Linked DNA regions of Macaca mulatta: region 1 is linked to region 2. A link is a contact called in public Hi-C data. All regions are on one chromosome and are shown on one strand. Each heading gives the region's core, a stretch centred on a gene start, on an enhancer-like site or on the middle of the called end of the contact. The rest is flanking DNA. Distances are from core to core; before and after follow the strand shown.

What was found. A called contact is a pair of places that touch in the nucleus more often than the background predicts.
Region 1: a Hi-C map of fetal cortex germinal zone shows a contact between it and region 2, with 4 times the contacts expected there. The contact joins the promoter of GABRQ here to the enhancer-like site in region 2. A contact is called at or near these places in 4 of 14 Hi-C or Micro-C datasets (blood, fetal cortex germinal zone, fetal cortical plate and 1 more).

What each region holds. Positions count from the first base shown.
Region 1 is chrX:158,887,439-158,893,913 of T2T-MMU8v2.0, reverse strand. It overlaps GABRQ (gamma-aminobutyric acid type A receptor subunit theta), which reads right to left and starts at 2,283. Exons shown (of 9, transcript XM_001093973.4): 1 at 1,831-2,283. The coding sequence starts at 1,979.
Region 2 is chrX:157,985,304-157,991,950 of T2T-MMU8v2.0, reverse strand. No RefSeq gene overlaps it. Among named protein-coding and RNA genes, the nearest start is that of CNGA2, 13 kb to the right of the region's middle. Within about 2 kb of position 1,285, at least 2 of the 40 cell types and tissues checked have an H3K27ac peak or open chromatin away from gene starts, as enhancers often do. A contact at or near this core is called in fetal cortex germinal zone, where this site is marked.

The DNA.
Region 1 (6,475 bases), core at 1,034-3,533, 900 kb before region 2:
TCCCCCCTATCTTCCCAGCTTTAATCCAGAGGGTGGGGCTCAGAGACTGGATCCCTGTTACCAGGCAGGACTTGTGGGGGTTGAAGAGAGGAGGTGGTAGGAGAAGGGGAGACGAAGAAGAGTGGGCAGATGAAAGCCCTCAGAAAAATGCATTACCTCAGCCCCCTCAAGAGCCCCATCTTGCAATCAGCCTGGGCGCTGTTTTCTAGGTTGGTGGGGGTCCTCCCTCCAGGGGCACCTGCTTGCCCCAGGAAAAGTCATCTTTCACTCTCAGTGCCCTCGTAAGATGAGCTCAAAGTCACATTTTCCCTTACCTGGGCTAGGGCTGGGCATTTTTTAGTCACTTTTATGTCAACCTTGTTTCTATACACCTCTGTTTTCCAGACTTGGCATATGGCATAAGACACACAGAGAGAGCCTTGCTGGTGTAGCTGAGATTTATGACCCTCATCCAACCAAACCATTTCAGATTCTTGGGGCTCAGAGCTCTCCTCGGAAAGACATCTATTCTGGGAGCAGGTATCTCTCTTGCTAAGCATGTGCTTCCACCCTGGAGGTGTCTTGGGTGAGCATAGGTAAGTGGACCCACCCCAGCTCTGCGGAGAGCTGACCTTTCCAGAGATCTCTGACATGCTCACCCTATTCACCTAGACCTTCAACAGGGCTCCTTCCCCAACAGGGCTTGTGAATCAGAACAGGCCCCGGCATCACTGTGACTCTTCGAATCTTTGACGCATTGCCCAGGGAACGTCAGCCCCTGCAAATGTGTGTGTGTGTGTGTGTGTGTGTGTGTGTGTGTGCGCGCGTGCGCGCGCGCATGTGTGCATGTTCACTGGCGCAGTATGGTATGTTGGGTTGAGGGCACTGCAGGGCTGTTTGCTGGAACCTTGCCAAACTAACACCACCCCCCCCCCGCCTTTTATGAGTACATGTTAATTTCTGGCTTGCCATTTAAACATTGTTAAAAATTACTCCTAATCATCTTTAATCAAAAATTTCATTTTGCAACATTCCAAAATGTGTACATGAATTATTCCCAAATTAAAGCAATGCATTCCCACCTGTTTCCAAGCACACATTACCCATGTGCCAAAGCTCAGGATCTGTGGCCACCCCAAATACACATTTCTGTGTGATTTACATGTAAAGGCTTCAGATATTCGCACATCCAAACAAACTTGAAATCAAAATGAGAAAAAAACCGGAATCTTCAAATATTTTCACACGACTAAGTACAAAAGCATACCCATCCCAGACCACACGATTCGTGGTTATTCAGACACGATCGCACTGTCTGGGCTCCGATGGGTTTGAGTTAATCATTTCTATCTGCCGCATTGGAAAGAGTCCTTCACCCCCTCAACACATGCATGCACGCGCGGGCGCCTCAGGGAATGTACTAAAATGTAGACTCAAACAGGTGTCTCTCCTGTCTATGTTTTGTGAATTGCCCATCATCCTGTGCCCTCCTCCCCAATCCCACAGGTGCCAAAGCTGGGGAAAGCTGCCGGGAACCTTAAATCCTTGGGGATGGATGGGCAGATCCTGGGACGAGGGCAACTCCCGCCCCCACCCCTCGGGCTGCGGTTTGGGCACACGCAGGGCTCAGTCAAGCTCCGCAGTAACAGGTGGGCGGAAGCACAGGGCTCCATTTCAACACCCCACTCCCACCTCACCCCTTCTAGGGGCCAATAGGCAGGGGCCCGGGCGCCAGGGCTCAGCGAGCCCGGGTCCAAGTCCCCTCCAGCCCGCTCCGTCCAAGAGGCCAGAGGTTATCTGCCCGTCTCCATTCCCGTCCCCGCCATGCCTAGCCTGGCGGTGCCCGCTTACCAGTTGAAGAGGTTCAGGACGACTTCGGGCACAGCGGAGGAGAACTCGAAGTGGAATTTCGGGATGGGACTGGGGTAGTTGCCCTCCGCGAGCCAGGTCCTGATGAGCAGCAGGATCACTGCGGCTCGCAGCATGCCTCGGATGCCCATGGCTGGGGCGTTCTGGGCGCCTAAAGGCGCGGGAGATGGGGCCTCGAAAAGCGACAGAGGTGGGGTGGGGAGTGGATCACTACTGGGGCCGGGGAAGGCGGGATTGCTGGCCCTTCCCCAGAGTCGCCTCTAAGGAGAGAGCAGCGAGGGCAAGGGAAGTAGGGGTTGCGGGGGTAGGCCCGGATACCGGAGGTGAGAGCCCGGGAAAAGCAACCACCCAGCAGCTCTGCCGGACGCAGCTCCCCCCAGGGCGCGCCCGGCAGCTGCGAGGTGCGCTCCGTCTGCTGCCACTCCTGGCTGCGACTGGGCACAGATCCCAGCTCGCTGCTGGCTCCGCCCACTCCGACGGCGGCGCAGACCCAGCCAATCGGACAGGTGCTAGGAGCCGCACAAAAAGGCGCGCGCTCCTGCCTCCGCCCGCAGCTTGCGCGCCTCCCGGCCCCCGCCCCTTCAGGCTTCTGCAGTCTTTCCCCGGCCATCTCCAGACACAGACAGGGCGGGGCCGGGCTGGGGGAGGGGGAGGAGGGCTGGCTCCTCGGGGGGTTGGGCGGGGAATCCGCCTCAAGGGGCACTGGGTCCTCTCTCTTCTCTGCAAAATGTGAAATGTGTGTTTTTCTTGGAAGAAAGAGCCTGTGCGCGAGAGTTGTATTTTATGGTGAAGGGAGTATGGTAATTTGACTGCCATGGCTGAATCTGCATTCTGAAAGACTTGGACAATTTGGGGGATCAGGAAGTACCCAACGACTGGTCACTCAGTACCCTTGAGCCTCCAGTAACCCCGCGTGCCTTGCTTCTGAGTGAGGTCAAGGGGGATCCTAATGGGTTTTGTTACAGGGCTCCGGCCACATAGGAATGCTCCTCCATCAGAACGGACATTGGGCTACAGGAGCCCAAGAGTTGCTTAAGACTTAAATTTCCTCGAGTGCTCTTCACCCCAACTTTGGGTACTCAGGAAAACGACTCAGGGAACTGGAAGGGCTCACCAACTGGGGTCTCTCTGAGATGTGGTCGTGTCTCATCAGCTAGGGGATGCAGAATGATAGTTCAGGGCTGACACGAGAAGGGGAAAAGAAGGCCAAGGTCAGTGTTTGGGGGTGTTCAAGGGAGTTAGGCACTGGAGACCAGGGTATGCTCATGTTCCTGCGTTCTGACTCCATCATATGGAAAAGCCTGGCATCTTGACTAGAGGGCTCTTATTCTTTCCACTACCTCAGACACTGCCCCTCTGGGACAGAAAAATCGTGGAGGATAAGAAATGCCTCCACCCAATTTCCTATGTCCTTCCTATCCCATGACAAAGCAAGTTCAGAAAGCTTAGAAAGTGACCTCACCAGAGCCCATAGGTCAAATGGGTAATCAACAAATAGAGCTGCCATGTTCACCAGCATGCCACCTCCCACATCATACCATTGAGAAGAGTTGCAATCAAAATGGATTTCAGGTTTACTTTTGGTTAACTGAACATTCACTGAGAAACAAAACATCTCCCCGTTTTTTCCCCCTCAGTATTTGATGAAATGAGTTGAGATTGCTTGTGCCCAGCAAAGCATGACTTAACCTGGTAGGCCAAGCGATTTTGCACAGCTGAGCGTTTAACTCTTTTACCACTCCCCATTTAAAATCATTTTAGAACCGTACTTTTATTAAAAATGTCGCTCATAGTTTCCTGCCTTCACCTTTCTTTCCCATCTCCCCTCTTTCCCTGTCCATTGCAGTAAGAAAAAGGATGGTGGGACCCATTTGTCAGGATCACATATAAGAGCAGATTAAACCCACCCCTACTGCTATCAGTCCTGCCCCATGACCTCTGGTCACACAGATGTCGTTGTAGAGAAAATCCTTGTTTGCCAAAAATGTTAGGGCCATTCCGGGGCATTTTGTACAACCACCTTGGTTGTAATGTAGGGAAACTGAAGCCCAAAGAAGAAAAAGGGATTGGCCCAATGTCACACAGTAGCGGAGGCCAAAACTAGAATCCGTATTTCCAGGTTTGCTTACTTCGAGAAGAGTGCATTTTCAGTCTAAGTCAGCTTTGACTGGAAGTTCAAGCAACCACCAGCAGGTGGGAGTAGATTTGTTTGAATGTGGGATGTTCCCAGCACTGAGGAATCAAATTCCACAGGCAATTGGTTTGGTCCCTCACTTGTCAGAGGAAACAAGCCTGAAGCCTGAAGCCTGAAATTTTGTTCTTAGATACCCTTGTGACTATGGAGATCGACAAAAAGTTGATGGCAACGATGAATTCTCTTCCAGAACTTACATCCCAGAAGGCCCTCCCCTACTTCGGGTCTCCCTAGAGGTAATGCTTCATTGAAATTTCTGACTCACAAGAAAAGGATAGGCAAAATGCAACAAGAAATACAAAAATGCCATTATAATTTGTACTTATTAAGCGTTTGTCTGGTTAATTTATTATAATATCCATAAAGATCTAGATTGAATAAGCTTAAGCCTGAATATAGGATAATGGTGTAGGGCAAAGAATACTCATCTGGAAGTTAGCCCATCTGTGTTCTGACCCAGCTCTGCCCACGACAGTGTATATTCCAGTTTGGCTGGAGGGTAGAGTAAGTTTGGAGGTAAGAAAACAGGTGAAATAGGTAAGAGGTGAGAAATTAGGTAGAACTTGACTTTGTAAGCAACACACACTCAGTGCACAATAAATTCTTGTGTAATGAATGAGGCAAGAGAAAGTATCTGAGTCCTAATTTTCCAAAATAAAAAATTGTATTTTATTTTAGAGTCAACAGTAATCTTTTGAAGGATTTGTGCAAGGGAATGACACAATCAGAGTGGCACCTTGGCACTGAAGGAAACACTGGGAGGAAGAGGGACTGGGGGCAAGAAGAGCGCACATATCCTTCTGATAATAGCCAGCTAGGTAGCTTGAACTAACTGTTCCAGTGAGGACAATGAAACAAACTGGCTGAATGTAGAAAGAAATAATTGTTATAAAGAACTGAGAGATACTGAGGCTAAAATCCAGAAGAAGACAAGAACCCAGGGAGGAAAGCCCAGCACTAGAATCCTCTTTTGTCCTGATGGCTTCTACTGAATCTGGAAGAGAGTTATGAAATTGAGCTGCAGTTTTGGTGGCATCATAAGGAAAAAAGTGAAAGCTCAAGGTCCAAGGAAGTAGGGGATTTGATTAGCATTCTTGTCATTCTCAGCTGAAACCTTGAGTGGCTACCCCTTTGGGTTAATGGCGACCCATAAGTAACCAGCCCTTGTGTGGTCTTGTAAACCTAGATACTCATCATGTGGGCAGTCCAAGGAACCTAAAGCCATGATCTTGGGTTAAAATGGCCTTGGACAAGTAGTATCCTCAGGCATTTGAAAATACTCCCAGCAAATGAAAAGACTCTCTACTGGAAGGTATTATCATTTTGGGCTTAGAATCATTTGTACAATAATTTTTCAAAAATATGCCAGCATATAGTCAAAGATAACTTGGCATAAAAGGAAAAACATAGACCATGACAGCCAGTAGAAAAGAATAAACAACAAAAACAAACTCTCAAAGACTTCAGGTATCAGAATTACGTGACAAAGACTACAATAACTATGGTTCACTTTATTCCAAAAAATTAAAATTAAGTTTGAAAATATCTGTAAGGAACAGAAAATCATAAAGACTAATAGAGCTATTTTGAAAAAAATCAAGGCAAAAAACGAAACTATAACTAGTTTAGTTATACTAAAAACTATAACAATGAAACTTGAGAATTTAATGAATAGGTTTAAGAGAAGGCTAAACACAACTAAAAAGAGAATTATTGAATTGGAAGATAGGTCATAAGAAATTGCCCAGAGTTCTGTCTGGAGAAACCAATTATTTGGAAAAATAAAAAAGGGAGGATGAGAGACTCAATTAATAGAGTGAGAAGGTCTGCCATATATTTAATTGAAGTCCCAATTGAAGATGATGGCTGTAAATTTGAATTCACAAATTCAAAAAGCCCAATAAATCATAGGCAAGATAAATAAAAAGAAATCTACTCCTAGACACGTCATAGTGAAAAGAAAGCCAGAAAGCCATAAAGAAAGCCGGAAACAAAGAAGGCTATACTACTGGTCCAATTAAAAATAATGAGTTCATGACCTAGAGCAAGAACAGGAGAGACTGAGACTAGGGGATGGAAGTTAGACCCTGGACTTTAGAATGCTTTTACTCATTTTTTTCCAAGTTGAAAAAGGCACTTGTTAGAATAACCTGACACCCACGAGCCCTCCCTAGTTGTCATGTTTGGAAGGCCATTGTTCTATCAGTGTGTGTCCATCATCTCATGGGCCATCAAAGAGGCAAATATTTTCCATGGGTGTAAAATGCTAGTTGCTGCTGAGGTCTAAGGCTGGAGAAATGTGCTTATATATGGCTTCTTAAGAGAAATCAGAATAAAAGTGAATCTTTGTAGAAAAGTTCCCTTCTGCTTACCCTGCCCCCATCATTCACTATTTCTAAGGAAAAATATACAAAATGAACAGTTCTGTGGTTC
Region 2 (6,647 bases), core at 36-2,535:
CGTGCCTGTAAAATGAGATGCATTCCTGGGACTCTGTTTGCTGACAGAGTTCCTGTTTCTCAGATTCTTTACTCCCCCACCTACCCCTCAATCCACATCTGCACAAAACTGGTCTATTCTCTGAAATGACTGCTATACTATGGACATGCTGGACACAACATTGTTTCCTAAAGGGCTGTATTTTTATTTCATAGGCATAATAGAAAACACCAAGCACCTGAAAAAAACAAGAAATACACTGGTTTTCTCATTCTTTCAAAAAATATTTGTTGGCATCTACTCTGGGTCAGGCACTGAACAGAGACAATGTAATCAAGCAACAAGAGGTGATTTGATTGAGTGGGGCTGGGGAGATCTCTAGAGACCCCCCAAATCAGGGTGGCTATAGAAAAGTTTGTTTCACCTTGAAACCTGAGGGACCCAGTGCTTACAAAAGAGACAGAAAGGGGGAGAGACATGAGCTAAGGCTTCGGGGCCTGGCCTGAGGAGGCAATACTCTTGGGCCACTGGTGGTACATCCGAATTGTTGCACTGGTTTTGAGGCGGGGACTCCAACTCAGCCTCTCTAAGCACATTGCATATCCAAGTGCTCAGCAATTAAATCGATCCACAGAGGTGACTCACAGGCAGACAGCCAGCACAGTCACGGAGCTCTGTCTGCATTCCCAATTTGCCTGCTCAGGTTGCTGCCTTGTTAATGTTATTTACCAAGCCCGATGCCCTGAATACCTGTCCCCAGCCCCTGCTGGAGCCCTCTGGCCATTGTCCCTGTTCGCCTGTCACATCTTGTCACTACCTCCTTGAATTCAACAGGTTTGGGCAGCCTGTCTACAGACCTGCCTCATCACTCTTGTGTCTCCAGGAGCTAGGAAGATGGCCTAGCAGTCCCAACCTTACCCTCTCTCAGAACAGGTCCCAGAGGTGAATGGCCTACAGCTGCACCCCTCCTCCCTTTCTTTGGGCAAGAAATGGAATGGGTTGCCAACAAAAACCCTGCAGGGTGGCACTGTGTCACTGGCAAATGTGGCCATTGAGAAGAAAGGGTGAGGGCAAAGGCTCCAAGGGAGATGTGGAGATGAGGAGATCTGGGGCAGGCGCTGAAGAGCTTCCTCCTGCCATGCCCTGTGCCTGCAGCTGCCCTGCTCAAATTCTTTCACCGGAGGATCTTGGGGCGCTCCCACTCCTAGAGTACAGGTCGTGCAAAAAAACTCCCGCTACGGGGAGATTGAGAAAGGGCTTGGCAAGCCCAGCTGCGCGCTCAAATCGCGGTGCAAGAGCGTCCCCACCATTCTTTATGGCCGGAGGTGGAACAGCAGCAGGGCGAGCTGTCTGGAGCCTGAGGCAGCCTTAGCTTGGTCAGCTGGGTGCTGCCCAGACCTGGCCCAGGCTGCTGCCCAACCCAGGCCTCTTGCCCAGCCCACTTGGGTCAGCCTTCCAAGACTCGGATCCCAAAAGCTGTGTCCCCTCCAGCACCAGACAAACAAGTTATATCTTGGTGGAATAGATTCCACCTTCCCAGAGTCAGAGTGCAACAGAATGCCAGAACAGAAGGGTCTCCAGAGACCTTACCAAGTATATAGATAACAAAACAGAGGCTACAGGTTCAAGGAAGTGCCTTGTCCACAGGCAACCCTAGGAACTCCTGATTATTATCTCAGTACTGTTCCCATCCAGCTTGAGTTCCGAGCCCCTGTGACCATCCACCTTGCCATTCTAGACCAACAAAGAGAGTGGGTCTATGCCGCAGGGACTCAGACCCTTAAGAGCCAGAGAGCCACACCTATGGTTCCCAGGTATGCCTACTCCTCCAGCTGGTCTCTGATTCCACCACTTCGGGAAGAAGTTGGAGGGACTTGGATATGGCACAAACCCAGGCTATGAAACCCAATTGGTATTTAAATGACCTAACAACAAATTGCTCAATTTAATTTGCTTACCCGATTCAATAAAGGAGAAACAAGAAAACCCATCTAATTAAAAACATTGATCCATAGAAACTGGCAACTCCAAAGGCCTGACTGGAAGTTTGAACTTAGACAAACTTGAGTGATACAAGGGTAGGAGCTGAGGTAAGACAAATCTATCCTCTGACTGTCCCCAGGAGGGCTGCAAAGGGCCTGCAAACTTCCTTTCTTAAAATAAGTGGGAAACTGAGCCCAAAAGGGAAAGAAATTTTTTCAGTTCAACCACTGAGATCACGTTAACTCCAGGATCTGTAGAGCCCAGGAGAGAGTTAGGTTCATGCTCCACTGAACCCCCTCCTGGCCACAGACTGGGGCCATTGGTCTTGCTCTTCAACACTCTTGCTCATTTGGCTTGTGGGACCTCACATCTCATCCTGCTTGCCCATCCAGCTCTTCTACATCTTTCAAGACCCTGGGCAAATATCAGGTTCCAGGGACAAATCTGTCCATAGAAGACAAGACAGCAGCTTGCTGAGGCCCCCTTAGCACTGCCCAGTTTGAGGCATGTGAATATGCAGTTAGGCTGGCAGCACTGGGAAAGAGCAGGGTCTTCCTCAAGCCTAGGGGAGCCAAGGAAAGAGGCTCTATTGCATACTGTCCTCTTCCCCCCATCTACCCTACTGTGCTATGTTCCAGATTTCCAGGAATAGAATTGTCCAAGTCCCCAGAAAATGGGAGTGGAACAGGACCAAGCTTAGGTTACAGGGCTCCTAGGCCAGTGTTCCTACGGGCCCTCCCTAAGCATGGCCTTGGTCTGAGCCACAGCATTGAGTCCCTTTTTGACCTGGGCTTAGCAAACATTTTATCTAGAAAAGCATCTTCATCACCCTCCCCGTCAGGCTAACTGTAGCTGGCTTGGTGTCAGGCCCTGAATCAGGGCTAGATTGTCCTTCCAGGGAAATGTCTGCCTCGGAGAGAAGCAAAATCACTTAGTTCTTGGCAGCTCAGTCCCTGCCAGGGGGAAGGTGACCTGCCACTGAACCCATAGCCAGTATAGCACAGTACTCCTCCTGCTGGGGCCAGCTGGTACCCCATGCCTGCCTACCTCAGCTCCCTGTTCAACTGGGAAGCTCTACCTTAGCAGAGCCCTCTGGGAACCAAGTCCACACCCACTCTCCTCCTCCACACACATACCCTCCTGCAAGTAGCTTTGGCTATAGGAGGGCAGTATGAATCTCACACAGCCCCATCCTCCGGGAGCAAGGGAGGGGGAAAGCCACAAATACAGATGATAGCTGGAGTCACACTTGTTTGTAGGGGATCAAAGAAGGCTTTGGGAGGGAGGTGACATTAGAGGTGACTTTGAAGGATTAGGGGAATGTTGCAGACAGATGTAGGGATAGAAGTAGGTGTAAGCCGAGTTCCTCGTGGGACAGCTCCAGTTGGGTTATGGAATACCAAGGAGTTTTGTGTGAGTAAAACCTGTAGGGCTATGAGGATGGGCAGAGAGAAGCAGCTGAGGATACGGGGTTTAGTCCATTAGAGACAAAGGAGGAAGCCAGCCCCTAAGAAGTTCCCAGTATTGGGCGTGTACAGAACACTGAGGTACCAGTAGCTGCTCTAGGTGCTGCAGATGCAGTGGGGGCCAGCACAAAGGTCTATCTTAGGGAGCTGACATTCTAACTGGGGAAACAAGCAATAAACAAGGAAACCAATGAACAAGAAGATTGTGGAGGGTGCTCACTGCTTTTGACTACTCTGCTGGCTAGATGGGGAGTGGGTTGGAGTGGAAGGAGCAAAGGTGGAAACAGAGACACCAGTCTAGAGGCGACTGTAGTCATCCAGGAGAGAGCCCTGCACGAGGGCAGGAGTGGCGGAGGTGAGAGAGGTGCATGGATTCTGACTGGACTTTGAAAAGTTATGCAGACAGGGTATTTTCTGGCTTATTGGATGCAGTGGATATTTTCTAGCTTATTGGATGCAGTGGATGAAGAAAAGCGAGGGATCCAGGCTTACATCAGGGGCTTTGGCCTGAGCAACTAGAAGGACAGACGTGCCATTACCAACATGGGAAGATGAGCAGGTTCTCTAGGAAACTCCAAGGGGTGAGTTATGGTGGTGTTACTTTTCAAATAGCATGGTGGCATCGAGTAGGTATTTGGCTATATGTATACAATCACCTGTGTACTACTTTCATGTGACACTGGAACAATTATTTTTATAATAATTTTATTTATGTCAATTTTAAGTAGGCTGACATTAGCTCCATGCTAACCAATCTTATCCATAACATCAAGGGTTTTTCAGATTTCTAGTATTTTTTTTTTCTGAATACAATAAGTAATGACAACCACAGTGCTCAAGTCTCCCTGTAATTCCACCCTGACATTCTCTCCTTCGCCAATCTCCAGCAGAGTCTGGGTACCTAGCATCAACAAACTGGTACTGGACATTGGCCTTGACACCCAGGAACCTCTGAGGGCCTTCAAAGGGACCACAGTGGGGCACAGTGGAAAAGAGAACTGGTCCAGTAGCTCTGCAAGGCCCCGGGAGGCAGCCACCTAACTGCCTCAACCGGCCCTGCTCAGTTCTCTGCTGTGTGGAGGGTTCACAGAGTGGAGCCCACCACCCTTTCCTGAGGTTCATGCGCCCTCTGGTGGTAGGGTTCCCCATCTCTGTGCACTGGGGGCTTCCTTGTTCCCGGGTTAAACAGAAAACAGAGACCCTCTGCCTCGGATTCACCGAAGGGAAGGGATAAATGGTCAACCTAACTTTAAGCTCCAGACCAAGGAATAGATGCTTCCGAGGCTTGGACTCAGGTTGGGCTGGCCAGACAAGGGCCACCACAGGTCACACCAAAAGAAGAGGGAGTGTGGTGTGCAGGAAAGGGGACTTTTTTTTCTATAGAAGTTCACCAATGCAGAGAAAAGCAAATTGATGGCCATATTCAACTAGAGCAATTTACCTTCAATGGATATTTTCAAAGGAAAATAAAAAACATTCCAATTTAAACATTTTAAAATCAAGAGCAGGAAACAACAGGCTGTGCTGAATAAATCCAACACATAATGGAAAATGTACTTCAGTTCCTATATTACAGCCAGTTATAGGAGAGAAGCGGGGGCGGCGGCCAGCAACAGACAGGAGAGTCAGGCTCTTACAGAGAAAGCAACCCGAGAGAGGGTGGGTGAGGGGTTGACCAGAGACAGACACTGCCTAGGCTGACATCCAGGTCCTCACACAGGCATACACACACACACACACACACACACACACACACACACACACACACGACAAGCTGCACAGATATTCCTTCTGTTGTTCCTTCATCCTTTTCTCAATGAACAAGCTGTCTTTAGATGAGAAGACATTATTGCTAAACAGACACTTGCAGACCAATGTGCAAGGGAGTCTCACATAGAAAGCTGTGGTGGGACTCAGAGAAGGGGCCTGTGAATTTAATCTCAGAAGAAAAAGAGGCAGAAAACGGTAATCCAGGCAGAGGGAACAGCGTGAGAAAATACCTGAAAGCATTCCAAGACCTTAACCCTAACTTCTCAAAAAGGAAGTTTTCATCAACTCTAAAAATGAATTCAATGTAATTTTATGAAGAGCAGGAAATCGAGTTGATGGGTGCTGACGAGTTGATGGGTGCAGCACACCAACATGGCACAAGTATGCATATGTAACAAACCTGCACGTTATGCACATGTACCCTAGAACTTAAAGTATAATAATAATAATAATAATAATAAAGAAATAAAAGTAACTTGAAATTTTAACTTTTTTTAATCGCAATTTTAGAAGCACTCAGTAGCTAACTAAATCAAAGAATATTCCCTTGAGCAAAAAAATACCAAAAATTAAGTAATAAAAATATTTTTAAATGAAGTTTTTAAAAGAAAAATGAAAAAGAGCAGGAAATCTAGACCTTCCTCTAATGACAATCCAATAGTCCACCCTCGCTGTCGTCAAAAGAAACAAAAAGTTCAACCCCAAAATAAACAGTAATTAGCCTGAGATATTGTAAATGTGGCTCTACAGTCTGAAATTTAATGGCATCTTTTGTCAAAAATAGTCTTATTTCCACTTTAGTCTCATGACTACAATACTATAGTGCTATCCCTATAGTATTTACTATGATACAGTCATCAAAAATATCTGAAAAAAGTTCTTAGACATTGTGAAATAGTGCATCCATCCACTTCTATAAAAATAGGAGCCACACAAAGATCTAAAAGAATGCTGCCTGCCCAGATCCAGAACAGATAAAGTTAGTGTTAAGGTCTTGGAATGTGAACACATTGTTTGTAGTGCTATCCATTCCTCTCCTGAGATTTTAACTTACTACTGGAAATTCTTAACCAATGATAATAGTTTTTTCTCTTTATTTTCAAAACGTTTTCCTTTGCTTTGATTAGACACTGTGCTTTTTTTTTTTTTTTTTTTTTTTTTTTTTTTTTTTTTTTTTTTTTTTGAGCGGGAGCCGGTAATCATAGTTCATCTAAATGCATCTTTTTCTGAACTTTAAAGATAGAATCCCGTTTTTAATGAACTGAAGTAGCAAAATCACCTTTTTCATTCTTTTAGGAAATAGCTATTGCCAAAGTGAAGGTGTAGATAATGCCTAGTCTTGTTACATAATGGGGATGTGGTTTGCATAATTGTCTTTATAAAATTGAAGTTTCAAGGGATGTCAGCGTTTATGCCACTTTTCCAGTTCCAAAATCACTCCATTCCATT